Linked DNA regions of Sus scrofa: regions 1 and 3 are each linked to region 2. The links are chromatin contacts, called in public Hi-C maps. All regions are on one chromosome and are shown on one strand. Each heading gives the region's core, a stretch centred on a gene start, on an enhancer-like site or on the middle of the called end of the contact. The rest is flanking DNA. Distances are from core to core; before and after follow the strand shown. Region 1 overlaps COL5A2 (collagen type V alpha 2 chain). Region 2 has its middle 31 kb from the start of COL5A2. Region 3 has its middle 87 kb from the start of WDR75.

Evidence for each region. A called contact is a pair of places that touch in the nucleus more often than the background predicts.
Region 1: a contact with region 2 is called in a Hi-C map of skeletal muscle, with 3 times the contacts expected there. The contact joins two enhancer-like sites. A contact is called at or near these places in 3 of 47 Hi-C or Micro-C datasets (embryonic fibroblasts, skeletal muscle and subcutaneous adipose tissue) and 1 of 2 datasets of contacts at active chromatin or transcription factors (skeletal muscle).
Region 3: a Hi-C map of skeletal muscle shows a contact between it and region 2, with 5 times the contacts expected there. The contact joins two enhancer-like sites. A contact is called at or near these places in 4 of 47 Hi-C or Micro-C datasets (embryonic fibroblasts, fibroblasts, heart right ventricle and 1 more).

Annotation. Positions count from the first base shown.
Region 1 is chr15:93,668,217-93,673,126 of Sscrofa11.1, forward strand. It overlaps COL5A2 (collagen type V alpha 2 chain), which reads right to left. Exons shown (of 54, transcript NM_001105289.1): 7 at 1,088-1,198. Among named protein-coding and RNA genes, the nearest start is that of COL5A2, 88 kb to the right of the region's middle. Within about 2 kb of position 2,770, at least 17 of the 83 cell types and tissues checked have an H3K27ac peak or open chromatin away from gene starts, as enhancers often do. A contact at or near this core is called in skeletal muscle, where this site is marked.
Region 2 is chr15:93,787,763-93,792,303 of Sscrofa11.1, forward strand. It overlaps a transcript of COL5A2 not described here. Among named protein-coding and RNA genes, the nearest start is that of COL5A2, 31 kb to the left of the region's middle. Within about 2 kb of position 2,214, at least 32 of the 83 cell types and tissues checked have an H3K27ac peak or open chromatin away from gene starts, as enhancers often do. A contact at or near this core is called in skeletal muscle, where this site is marked.
Region 3 is chr15:93,891,766-93,896,353 of Sscrofa11.1, forward strand. It overlaps a transcript of COL5A2 not described here. Among named protein-coding and RNA genes, the nearest start is that of WDR75, 87 kb to the right of the region's middle. Within about 2 kb of position 1,491, at least 18 of the 83 cell types and tissues checked have an H3K27ac peak or open chromatin away from gene starts, as enhancers often do. A contact at or near this core is called in skeletal muscle, where this site is marked.

The DNA of each region.
Region 1 (4,910 bases), core at 1,520-4,019, 120 kb before region 2:
AAGTACTACAATGAGCCAAATGTCTGATACTTGATAAAAGCATGGATTATTCTGATAAGTATTTAGCCAGTCTAATCGATTTCAGGTTCAAATCGTTTCATCTGAATTCCTCTGACAATTAGAGCATGCCAAACAGCTGAATAAGACCTAAAAGTCCCTTTAAACATTTGTCCCTAAAGACTCCAGACTCCATTTAAGACTATTTTACTTAGATGTTATTCTTCTTTGTGGCCAGTAAACTTTAAACTGTATTTATAAAAATTGAATAAAATTTTATAAATCTTGGAATGTTCCAAAACTGGCAACGGTTTTACCTATTGTCTTTCACATCGAAAAGACTCTGGTAACCCAACTGACCAAAACTATCCATATTCATTCTAAAACTTCTATGAATTTTCTGATTTTAGTGAGAAAAGAATGTGCATATTCTGTTAAAATTGGCTATTCTTTCTACAATCAGTTGAAAATCGTCTGTATAAATTACTGGAAAACAAAATATTTCAGGGTTCCATACATTCCCTTGTCATGCTATGCAACCTACTCATAAACCCCATGCCTCTGCCACTAAGAATTCAAAGAGGCAGGTATAGAAAGACATTTGGTTTTACTCTACTTCTGGTAGGAAACTAATATTCAGGAAATAACCAGGTAGCAACTTTTAGCATCTACTCAGTGGCCCTTTCACAGATGTTGCCATGGATGCATCAACCACCTTTGGTGTGAAGGACACGACAGATTTTGTCAGTCTAGAGGACAGAGAAGGATGAAGACATAGTTCTCTTTTCAATTAATAATGGGAATAATGCTAGTGGTCCTTTAGAATCAAATGGAAAAAATAAAATTCCAGTGTTCAGAACTAAGAACTACAAATAACTTGAAGCAGCACTTTTTAAAAATGATACTTTGAATTTTCCAACAATTCCCTGTGGATTTCTTAGTTTTATTGTTATTCATAGCAACATTGCATGCCCTCAGTTGCTCTCTACAGTCAAGGGTCAACATCTGAACACAATTTAAAATCACAACCATAAATTAATAATGTAATATATCATCCCAAAGATGATATTGGACAATGCACACAACTCACTCTGCTCATGCCATCTGGTCCTGGGTGAGACGGATGTCCAGGAGGTCCTGGGGCACCTGGTTGACCAGGAACACCTGGTTCTCCATCAATTCCCTGAGGACCACGCGGACCCTGGAAAACAAGCAAGTAGAAGTTAGAACCCATTGCTAAATACGTACTTAGTAGGAGTTCCCGTCGTGGCGCAGTGGTTAACGAATCCGACTAGGAACCATGAGGTTGCGGGTTCGGTCCCTGCCCTTGCTCAGTGGGTTAACGATCCGGCGTTGCCGTGAGCTGTGGTGTAGGTTGCAGACGCGGCTCGGATCCTGCGTTGCTGTGGCTCTGGCGTAGGCCGGTGGCTACAGCTCCGATTCGACCCCTAGCCTGGGAACCTCCATATGCCGCGGGAGCGGCCCAAAGAAATAGCAAAAAGACAAAAAATAAATAAATAAATAAATAAATAAATAAATATGTACTTAGTAGAAAACAAAATGCACAGACTTCTCAATGGAGAAGTGTTTTCGTTATTTTTTAAATGACTAGCCATACTGTATGATTCCAACTCTATGACATTCTGGTAAAAGCAAAACTATTGAGACAGCAAAAGGTTGGTGGCTGCAGGGGTTAGGGTGAGGATGTGGGGGATGAATAGACAGAGCACAATGATTTTTAGGGCAGTGAAAATACTCTTAAGATACTATAATGGTATACACATGTAAATATACACTTGCTTGAAGACACAAAATATATAACACCAAGAGGGAACCTTAATGTACACTATGGACTCTGACAGGGGATGTTGATAATGGGGAAAGCTATGCATGTATGGGGGCAGAGAGTATATAGGAACTCTCTGTACTTTACCTTCAATTTGATGTAAACCTAAAACTACCTTTAAAAAATTGTCTTAAAAAATAGCAAGCCAGCCCCCTACAGTATGTTTCATCAGCTATGCCAACATTGCAGATTTCAGCACTGGTTACAGCCTCTACCATCAGAACATGGTATATTCTGTGTAAGAATTTTACTTTTGATGTGTTAAATCCCCAGTAATCATTCTTCTTGGAAGACTGAATTCAGTTCATCAGTATTTTATAATCAGCTTGCTTATTTGGTTGAGTTTTGCTCTTCAAGAATATCTAATCAACATTGTCTTTTTCTTTTTTTCTTTTTTTTTTTTTTTTTGGCCATGCCCATGGCATACAGAAATTCCTAGGCCAGGAATCAAACCTGTGCCACAACAGTGACCTGAGCCACAGCAGTGATAATGCTAGACCCTTTAACCACTCGGACACCAGGAAACTCCAACAATTTCTAAATTCATTTGTCTGTCTTAGATTAAATTAACTTTGTATGTGCTTGCTTAATCTCTCCTCACTTATAAAAAGAATGTGATGGGTTCCTGATCGGGGTTTGTGGTTTTTCTCATCTTTCTAATTTTTTAATGCTTCACATATTTCCTGGCTGATAGTAGACATTCAGTATATGCTTATTACATTTTCACATTTCAATCCTCTTTACCCTAGTACTTGAAGTCTGGCACGCTTTATTTTCCCTACCACTCCCAAAGGTAGACCAGAGCAATGAGAAGGAGAGGGAAAGGCATGGGGACTCTGCCAAGTCTAGTTCTCAGGGAAGTGAGCAATGAGCGTTAGCTGCCAAATTCCACCCTCCTCCTAACCCACATTCTGAAGGCAGCTTGGGGAACAGCCACGTCCTCAGTTCTGGAAAGGCTCCGTCTCCTAACCTCATCATTCCCATAAGACTTGTTAAGTATTTGCTGGCTTTTTAACCCTGGAGATTCTAAACAGGAAGAAAGAAAGGAAAGAAAGGACTAAAGAACTCAAAATCCAATGTGATTTTACTAAATAGAAGCAGGGATCAAGAAAAATATGGTAAGTGAGTTAGAGTTTAATAGCAAAAGAAGCTTCTTATGCTTAAGCATGAGAATATCTACATAATAAGCCAAAATGACCTGATACAGCAGAGGGAGTAAATATGGGATAAGCAGAGGGGGCAGTTTGTATAGGATGTTTGGGGGCATAATAGCTATTGAGAAATTTAACTAATATATTTCAATATATTCAAACATTTATGTTTGACATGTTTACTTTCTGGAGTAGTGGAATAATTCAGCTAATTTATCTATTCAAATAGAAGTAGGTAACTTAGCCTAAAAAAGCTCACATTTTCAAAACTAATTTCTCAGAAAATTATTCTCACCCTTTAAAAATCAAGACCCTTCTGACTGCTAAACCACTAACAAATCACTGCACTCTTTTTTCATTATACATAATGGAGGCTAATTTTTAATTGCTATATAGGACTTCTGAATCATATAAATGTGACACCATGAGCTGGAAATGTATATTGGCAATAGTCCAGCCTACTCACAAAACCTTGTGTGGAAAACTCTTAAAGTATTTTTAAAGTGTGAAACTGATCATTGATAACCAAGTATTGTTAATATTGAGAAAAATGAGATAAAAAAATAACAACAACAACAAAAAAAGAGCTAAAACAATCTCTGCTCCCAAAGAGATTTCCAAAGACAAAACCAAAAACAACATTTAGTGTCCGTGGGAGTAGAGAGAGGTTTGGCTAATATTAATCCTCAAAAACGTATGTCCTTTTTCCAGTTCTCTGTGATTAATGATCATGTTTAAAAGTCTGCTCTGAAGACAGCTCACTTTCTCACTGGCTTCATGATGCATTCTGTGCCTCCATGGTATCTCCTCTAAATAGCTTACATGATTTACTTCCATACAAATTGAGATTAAAATCAATAAAAACTTGTTAAAGTTATCAAAATTAAGTGAGCATAATGAGCATGATTATAAGAGAAAATAAGAAAAAATATTATATATTTTACTGATAAAACTTTAAAACAAAAATTATGTTTAGAATACATTAAAACACATACTTTCATATTTCCAAGTGATCTGATGCACATAAGTTTTATATTAAGGTGAGTGTTCAATGTATAATTATTCCTTCCCATCCTCCAGAATATTCCCAGTATCTCAGGCAGCAATCCACGATAAAACAGAAAGTACTTGTAGATTGCCACTAGGTGGCGACTTTAAACAGTCCCAAGTAGAAAAGACTACTAATGATGTTAGAGTTAGTAAGAACTGGTATATTTCCACTTTTACAGATGAGGAAACAGATCTATAGAGGTTAAGTGTCCTGTAGAATTAGAACTCAGCACACCATTGACTGTCCACCTCCTGACAGGTTCCTAGTTTGTCTCTATGAAGTTTCCAGGACAATACACTTAAAACTAAGGACATGCTGAGAGCCAATCATGATGATAACTGGTTAGTAATAAAGGCTTCATGAAAGTATCACTACATCAGTAGTTATTAATCTTAAGCACTTTCCACCCCTCACCAAGGGACATGTGGCAACACCAAGAGGTATTTTATGAGGGAGGGGGCAGGTGCTGCTACTAGCATCTAAAGGGTAGAAATGAGGAATGCTGCCAAGTGTCCTACAATTCATAAGGAATTATCTGGCCCCAAACATCAATCGTGTTAAGAAATTGTGTTCTACTGTGTGAAGTAGTGGTTGATGGTTATGGAAGTAAGGGGAGAAAAATCATATTTATGATAACAGCACCAGCTTATATTTTGCTGGCCATATATCTCTTGTCCAGGTAGACAAGTCTTGGGACCTGAGATAAAGCATTCTACCTGTATGTGTTTTATGACATCATTCCAGTATCTTGAAAACAGCCATGGTGGGAGTATTTACACCAGGGAAATCAGCAAAAGCTACAGGCACATTTTTTAAAATGAGTCAGTTACTAAACACCATCACACGACTGTTTGCTAGGATAAGA
Region 2 (4,541 bases), core at 964-3,463:
TTTGACCAGAAGGAATCTAAACTTTATTCCATAGGCAATGAGGAGCCACTGAATGGTTTCAAACTGAGGAGGAGAGATGGTCTGTATTTTAGATAGCATACTATATTGGTTATTAAACTACTGACTCTCATCACCAATCCATCCTTCCATATTCTGTCCTGGGATGCTAGTGTTGAGATTCTAAAAATCACCCTCTTTTGCCATCTATCCTACTGATAGATTCTGTCAATAGGAGACTACAAAGCGAAACCAGAAGATTGATAAAAGGACAAGGGACTCTCTCCTTGCTGGTTGCTTCATGGTTTGTCAGTTACTCTAGGATGGCACTCAGATTTCTTTTGGCTCTTTCAAACCCTCCTTGTGAGGCCCCCCTAGGAGGAACCAGCACCTTCCAGGTAACTCCACTTCCTCCAAGCCCAAGTCCCCTTCTAGGGCCTTTCCTTTAATCATCCAGTTTCTGAAAACCCCAGCCTTGTGCCTCTCTTCCCTCAGCCTTAGGAGCTCTGTTTTTTTCTGGTTACTTCTTCTTCTTCTTTTTTTAATCCTCTAATAACTATTATTCAATACCTTTTCAATTCTCTATGTTGAAATACTTAGTATAACTTCTAGTGTTCTAACTGGACTCTGACTGACAGAAACTTTTTACCTGGATTAGGAAATGGAGTGGTAAGGACTGGAGTTAGAAGATTACTTAAAAGATCATTTCAATATTGTAGAAAAGAGATAAAGTCACTGAATCTGTGGCGATGATAATGCTGATAATAATAATAGCTAAGAGTATGGTGAACTTACAATATACCAAGCACCTTTCTAAATCCATTATCCCTGTACTTTCATACTATACTTCCATTTCATAGATAAGAAAACTGAGACCCAGGGAGATTTCAATTAATAAGCTCTAAGTCACACAGGTAGTCATAGTGGAGACAGGATTTAAACCCCAGTCTTCTGGTTCCAAAGTCCTTCCTTTTAACAACTAAAACTGGACTAAATTCTTGAGTTATTTCTGAGAAGGAAGCAATAATATATGAACAGTTACTCAACCAGAAGGCTCATGGAGAGGAGAGCTTTAAAAAAATACTTCAGAGACTAGTTTTGGTGACTGGAAGGATGATGAAGCTATTAATATTAACCACAAAAAAAATATTTAAAAGGTCAGTTTTGGGTGCTCAGTAGGAATAATTAATTCAGTTTTGAATATTTTGAATTAAAAGGTGCTTGAGGGACATCTGAGGATTGATGTCCCTTGAAAGTCGAATTTGAGTCAGGTCCTTTAAAGCAGTTCCTAAAAAAGATAAAGATTTCAGAGCTCTCAGAATAAAGATGGTAGATAAAGTCATGAAAACAGATAGTAATGCCTGTCCTAAAAGGGAGGCTGTAGAAAGAGTGAGCAGAGTTTTCAAGCTGCTAAGTATAAATCTTATGGCTCTCTTTTCTACACAAAGAATAGCAAACAGTCTTCGAAGAAATATATATTAAGCCGTAGAATAGAGACACGGGGGCTGAAAGCAAATGTATGCGGTAAAAGACACAAAGCAAAGTATGAAATTATTCAAGTTTTGGGGGCTTTTTGAGGAAACATAAAGGAGAGGGAATGGGGAGATAAAAGAGAGTTTAAAACAAAATGCTTTCCTTCCTACACTGAAATGCAGGATCTTCTAGATTGATTTTTTGGCTTAGAGTGATTTGGCGGCAGAGAATGGGATGACATCAGCAAACCAATCTCTAGCCCAGCAGAATGAGTCACATTTCGTCTGTTTTCACTTGATTAAAATATTTTACATTTGTTAAGCTTGGAAAAAAAAAAAAAAAAAGTCAGAGGAAGCCATTGAAAGGGGAAAACTGAAAGTCCAAATATGGTTTGTTTCTGACTCACCAGAATTGCAGCATCATAAGAACTAAAAATTTTTACTTAAAGAGACATTTTTTTAGAAAAAACTTCCATCCAAGAAATAATTCCACAAATTACGTAAGAGTGCTTTACAGCTTTCTTAAACTTTTAACTTAATATCAAACAGAGAAAAGCCTATGGAAGGGTGACCTTTTAGAATACTTTTAAAAATGTAAAGATGTCAACTGTAGAAAAAATGGGTAATATTTAAATATCATCTGGTCTTTATCATTTATTTTGTTCAGAGTAGTAGAAACTTCCCGTTTTGATGGTTCAAATGTGCCTAAACATTTGCTTCTTTGGAACAGAGCAGGCAGGAAAAGCAGAGTAAAGGGGTGGGGGTAGATGTGCTTCTTTACAGGGATCTCTGCCAAGCAGTCTGCAAACAATCCATTTCCTGGCAAATGTCCGTTCACTGGTTTGTCCACAATTTTTTTTTAACTATAGTTGCTAATACTAATCTACAGAGCTCTTAACAACAAAAGAGATTTATAATTACGCAGAATTCACTTGGAAAAGAAATCCATTGCTGCTGACTTTAGGCAGTTATTTTTCTAAGCATATGAATTATCATGAGCCTCAATTAGATAAGCGAAAGAAGTCATTTTCTTTTAAAGAATGAGGCACTGCAAAAACCTGAGTTATTACTTGTTTAATAGACCATAACATGCAGAGACCATCTACAAATAGAAATAACATTGTTTGGTGCCATTTCCTATTAAGAAAATGTGCTGCTTTCCAAGATTTCATGGTTCTTCATCCTGAAGTGACATTAATTAAATATTTTTCATCAGTAAAACTTATCAAACTTTTCATCAACCAGTGGGTGGGTCTCTCTAAATGTAACCAAAGTCAATATAGAAAAAATTTGAAAAATTAATTCACTTAGTTTAAAACAATGTCAACACAAATTTAGATGATAAATGCCACACTGTTAAAAATGATGATGATGATGGTGATGTGATAGATAAGAATTAAGATTTACGTCTTAGGATGAGTTCTTACAGGAGTTCCCACTGTGGCACAGTGGGTTAATGATCTGGCTTGTCTCTGTGGTGTTGCTGGTTTGATCCTCAGCCCGGCACAGTGTGTTAAGGGTCTGGCATTGCCACAGGATTGGATTCGATCCCTGGCCTGGGAACTGCCATATGCCACATGTGTGGCTGAAAAAAAAGGGGGGAAAAAATGAGTTTCTACTTATTATGAAAAAGGCAAAGACTCTAATAGAAAAACTACAAACAGGCCATACACAAAAGAAAAAATACATAAGAAAATATCAGGCTTACTAAACATCAAGTAATAAACAGTTAAAAACAGGAGTTCCCATTGTGGCTCAGTGGTAATGAACCTGACTAGTATCCATGAGGCCTCAATCAGTGGGTTAAGGATCCAGCGTTGCCATGAGCTGTGGTGGTATATTGCAGATGTGGCTCGGATCTAGCATTGCTGTGGCTGTGGTGTAATGTAGGCCAGCGATTGCAGCTTCAATTCAACCCCTAGCTAGAGAACTTCCATATGCCACAAGTGTGGCCCTAAAAAGACAAAAAAAAGAAAAAAAAAAAAGAACAATGAGGTACCATTTATATTTCATATTGACAAAAATTAAAAATTAAAGTACCCAGGGGAACTCTGGGAAGATGACAGAAGTAGGGACACCATCGTTTTTGGATCTTCTATAAAATCTATATAAAAATGGACAAAAGAGCTAGAGAGTAAAACAAAAAACCCATGGACAACATTTACAACAAAATTAGACAGCAATATACAAGTGTGTTGGAACAAATCACCAATAGCCTCTAACCTGTATGAGATGGGAAACTGTGCAGGAGAAAGTCAGAGAAGGCCAAGAGGTATCTGATGGATTGGACAAATAAGACAATCCCAAAATTGCTGCCAGCAAGTATTCACTGAAAACTCTGGTAGCCTGATTTGAGACCAACTGCTTGGGGGAGGGGAGGTGTACAGTGACAGTGATCCACCCAGGTGGAGAGGATTCTTTTGTCATTGACATTGTTTAGAATTGGCAGTGGAGACTACTAATATAAAGCAGACCAACTTTTAGCAGCTCATTTTTAAAAATTCTCCATAGACAATTCTCCTTTTGAGTCAATCTACTAATCTCTACTGGCTCTTGTTAGATTGACTGAATGATTAACTAACTCATTCATTCATTCAGTATTCTTTTCTCTAGAGGCTAGGGGATGGGAATTTAAAGCTGAGAAAACTAAATACCTGCTGTCTTGACCTTTCAAGACCTAGTATGTAAACAACAAACAAAAAACGATAATGTGGAGTTCCCGTCGTGGCTCAGTGGTTAACAAATTCAACTAGGAACCATGAGGTTGCAGGTTCGATCCCTGGCCTTGCTCAGTGGGTTAAGGATCCAGCATTGCCATGAGCTGTGATGTAAGTTGCAAACACAGCTCGGATCCCGTGTTGCTGTGGCTGTGGTGTAGGCTGGTGGCTACAGCTCCAATTAGATGCCTAGCCTAGGAACCTCCATGTGCTGCAGGAGCAGCCCTAGAAAAGGCAAAAAGACGAAAAAAAAAAAAAAAAAACCAATAATGTGATTAGTGCTACAGTAAAGGTTACACATGTCATTACAATTAAACAGTAATCACACTGGAGGGCAGATATTAGGATTCTAAAG
Region 3 (4,588 bases), core at 241-2,740, 100 kb after region 2:
TGATGGAGCATGATAATGTGAGAAAAAAGAATGTATACATGTATGTATAACTGGGCCACCATGCTGTATAGTAGAAAAAAATAACGTATTTGAGAAATAATATAAAAAAAAAAAACAGTGGTACACTTACATGATGGATGCTGCTTAGCAACTAAAAGGAATGAACAATTGATATACACAACAATGTGTATGAATCTTCAAAACAAGTTGGGTCAAAGACACCAAAGCCAAGAGAGTACACACTATATAATTCAATTTATTTGAAGTACAAGAACATGCAAAGCTAATCTACACTATCTGGTATTTGGAAGAGGTAGGAAAAAGACTAGGAAGGAGCACAGGGAAGCTTTCTGGGTGATGGAAATGTTCTGTATGTTGATTTGGGTGATGATTACACAAAGTTGAAAAACTTCTGAACTGTACACTTAAGATTTTCACATGTTAAGTAAAGTACACCTCTATTTTAAGAATTAAATAAAGATAGGAAAAAAGTCTAAACAATAAATCAATTTAGAAATTATTCACATTCCATTAAATATCAAAGAATCTGGATTCAGGATTAATTTATGGATTAAGGCTTAGGTACTCTTTTTTTCTGGCCTACTTTCTGGTCAGTGCTTCACATTGATAACTATGTTTATGATATATGCATTTGTGTCTGTATTTTGCCAAACTGAAATATCAGTATTTAAACTATACTAAATAACCCCCTCATGCAAACATGCACACACAGAAATAATCCTTTCTGGCAGCATTATGAAATGTTTTTTGACATCCCTCTTTTAATTAAATAAACCATATGTCTCCAATTATCAGTACTATAAGCTTTCAAAATTATGGGAGTAATCTAAATACTTTCTTCAAAAAATTGAACATACAGAGAAAGCTTAGATTAGAATCATGATTTTTATCTATTTTAAGAGACTAGAAGAGCAGAAGGGGTTACAATCTCATCATATTATGCAACTCTTCTGCTCCAATATATCAAAAACTTGATGAACCAAGGTCATGCAGGACAGCTGAGAAGGAATCAAAGTAAACAATGTACCTTGTCGCCAAGAAAGCCTGCCAATGTGAGATTAGAACTCTCCATCCTAACAAAAAAAAGCATCTTTGGAAAGTTCCTACAACATTTTATGACTCATAGATATTCCCAGAGGTTCCTGTTTCCATTCTGCAGTAGACAGTGTTTGAAGACGTGCAGTTCTCGTCAACTGTTGTTCTTAGGCAACTTGGCTAAAATATCTGTTTAAAAAACATTTGTTGGAAAGATGATATGTTTGGATGTTTTCATCTTTTTAAACCAAATTCCAGATTTTAAATTTGTTTAACTCTTAATTCGATGTTAACATAAAGACTGGCCTAAGAAGAATCACTATGTTACATAATATCTATTGTGAACTCAGCAATTTTCCCATTTGAAAACTCCAAACCAGAGGGTATATATTCTTGGCATAGCCCCCCCTGCATATCCTTCCAAACTGCCTCCAGATCCCTGGCTCCGTATTCAATAGTTCTGGCTCTGATCTTGGCCACCCAGTTCAGTATCTCACCTTGGCTTCCACTTTGACCAAAACTGCCAAGTCACCTCCCAGCCCACCAGGACTTGATTCCTGGCTATTCTCCACTTTTGTCTAACCCCAGTTCTCGCTTTCCATTCTAAGTATTGAACAATACTCCTGAGCTCTTTTCTCTACATACTCTTTTAATTTAACTGTACTTCGCTCATTTACAGATTAGCAGTCTTCACCTCCAAGGCCTATTCTCTACTCTTAGCTGGCTCCTCCACTTTCTCTTCTTTTCTCCCCAAAGTACCAAACAATAAACCACCTAGTTCTAAATAGCATCCAAAATCCATACATGGTCTTATTGGTTTGTTTCCTGACAATATGATGATATGAACATGAAAGAAGGCATAATATTATAAAATGTTTTAGCATTATCCCAATAAGTGTTATTCCTTCATTTAATAGGCATGTTAATGGAGGGCGACCTGATCTCTCTTGACTCCTTAAGTGACTCATCGCTGCTCCACTCCCTAGTTCAGTCCTTCATCTCTCCTTTACTCTTGGCATTTCCCACACACATGCTTCCTTTGAAAAGGCAGTTCTTCTCCCAGATCCACACTCATCCCTCCCTTGATTCTGTTGTGGATCAGACTCTACACAGATGTGGCAAACTGGGTCCAGCCCAAACACATGTTCAGTTTGACTTACATAGCATTTTAGACTTTTTTCAGTTAGTTGACAACATTTAAAAATTGGAAGAGTAAGCCTAAAAGTAGAAATTTCTAAAGGAAATGAACAAAGGATACCAACAGTATATCTGCCCTCCCATCTTCATTGCAGCATTATTCACAATAACCAAAATATGTAAACAACTCAATGGATGAGTGGATAAGAACATGTGGGATAGATAGATAGATACATAGATACATAGATAGATAGATAACCAGATATACACACACACAGAGTGGAATATTATTCAGCCATGAGAAAGACAGGAATCCTGCCATTTGCTAAAACATGGAAGGATCTTACAGGCATTATGCTAAGAGATATAAGCCAGACAGAAAAAGACAAATACTCCATGGTATGCTTGTATGTGGAATCTTTAAAAATAAAGGATTAAACTCATAGAAACATAGAACAGAAAAGTGGTCATCAGGGGCTGGTGGATGGGGGAAATAGGGAGACGTTGGTAAAAGGGTACAAACTTTCAGCTACATGGTGAATCTAATGTGTAACAATTAGATTGGTAAGATGGCACAAACTTTCAGCTATAAGATTGATAAAACTTTATTGTATAATTAAAATTTGCTAAGAGAGTAGAACTTAAATGTTCTCACCAAAAAAGATGAACGTGAGGTGACACGTGTGTTAATTAGCTATACGGATGGGGGAATCCTTTCACAATATATATGTGTATCAAATCACCGCAATGTACACTTTAAATACCTTCAATTGGAGTTCCCATCATGGCTCAGTGGTTAACGAATCGGACTAGGAACCATGAGGTTGCAGGTTCGATCCATGGCCTTGCTCAGTGAGTTAAGGATCTGGCGTTGCCGTGAGCTGTGGTGTAGGTTGCAGACACGGTTCGGATCCCACGTTGCTGTGGCTCTGGTGTAAGCAGCAGCTACAGCTCTGATTGGACCCCTAGCCTGGGAACTCCCATATGCCGTGGGAGCAGCCCTAGAAAAGGCAAAAAGACCAAAATAAAATAAAATCAATATCTCTCATCCTACAGGGTATCTATCCACATGGCCTTCAATCATTAAGTCTAGAGTGAACATCTTGAAAGCATGGCAACTAGGCTCCAAAAGGCAAGGACAAGGAAACTGCAGGCCCCTTAACGATGATACAAAGGCCCTGAAGGCCTGGACTAGAACATGCCTGAATGTCACTTTTGCCACATTGTATTAGTTAAAGCAAGTCAAAAGTACAGCCCATTTCCAAGAGGAGGGAAAATAAACTTCATTTCTTATTGTGAAAAACAGCATACATGTAGAGGCAGGTGAGGTATTGATGCACCCATCTTTGGAGACTACCAAAGAATTTAGTAAGGGATAAAAGTAAAACAATGATGACAGTCAAGCATTAGAATTATGGTATGAATAAAATAAAGGTATGAACAAGAGAAATATGAAAGGAGCAGCAGGCAGAAATATTTCTCATAAGAAACATGGAACTAAAACAGTTGTTTCAACTATGACACATAAACTGAGATATTTGAAATAAGTGGTTTTTAAAAATTAGACATTAGAAATGAGTTAAGCATTAACTACAACTACATGAAGAAAATGAATAAGAAGTGAAACACTCCAAATAGAGGCAAGATTGTGGAATAGAGAGGTATGGAGCACAATGAGAGCCAGAAAATGCAAGCACTGCGGTATTAGTGGAGCAAGGCTATTTGTGGATGGACAGGCAGGCTTTCTGTCAGGCAGCTGTACATAAAGATCTGAAGCTTTTTGAAGAGGTCTAGACTAGAGATAATGGATTTGGGAGTCTTCAGAACATAAATGGTGCCAGAAAGACAGAATATGGTAGGTTGAAATAGGGTGGTATGGAAGAGAAAATATAGTGAGAAGGGCATAGGACCAGGAACAGAGCTCTGGAAATCACCAATATTTAAGATTTTGCACAGGAGACATGAGAAATAACAATAGGAGGAGTAGGATGATAATTTATTAGAGAAGTATATAAGAAGAAAGAGGGAGTTTTCAGGAAAAAAGGAATAGTCAACAGTGTCGACTGTCACAGAATATGACCAAGAAAAGCCAAAAAGTGTTGAATCTGGCAATCTGGAGGTCCTTGGTGAATTCAAGAGTTGTTTCAATAGAAAGGGAGCACAAACTAGATTATAGGGTGTTTAACAGCAAAGAGGTGAGAAAGTAGAATAACGCTGTGGATAGAAGGAGGAAATGTTGACTGAGCTAAAACAAAGATGATACTAACGCATTAACTTATGTCATTACCTTACATTACTATATATTAATAAGTGCTAGCTGACCAAATGTGACTGAATGAATAAATACGCAGTATAGTGAAATAATTCACTTTCATAGAAAGTCAACAAGTTCTCT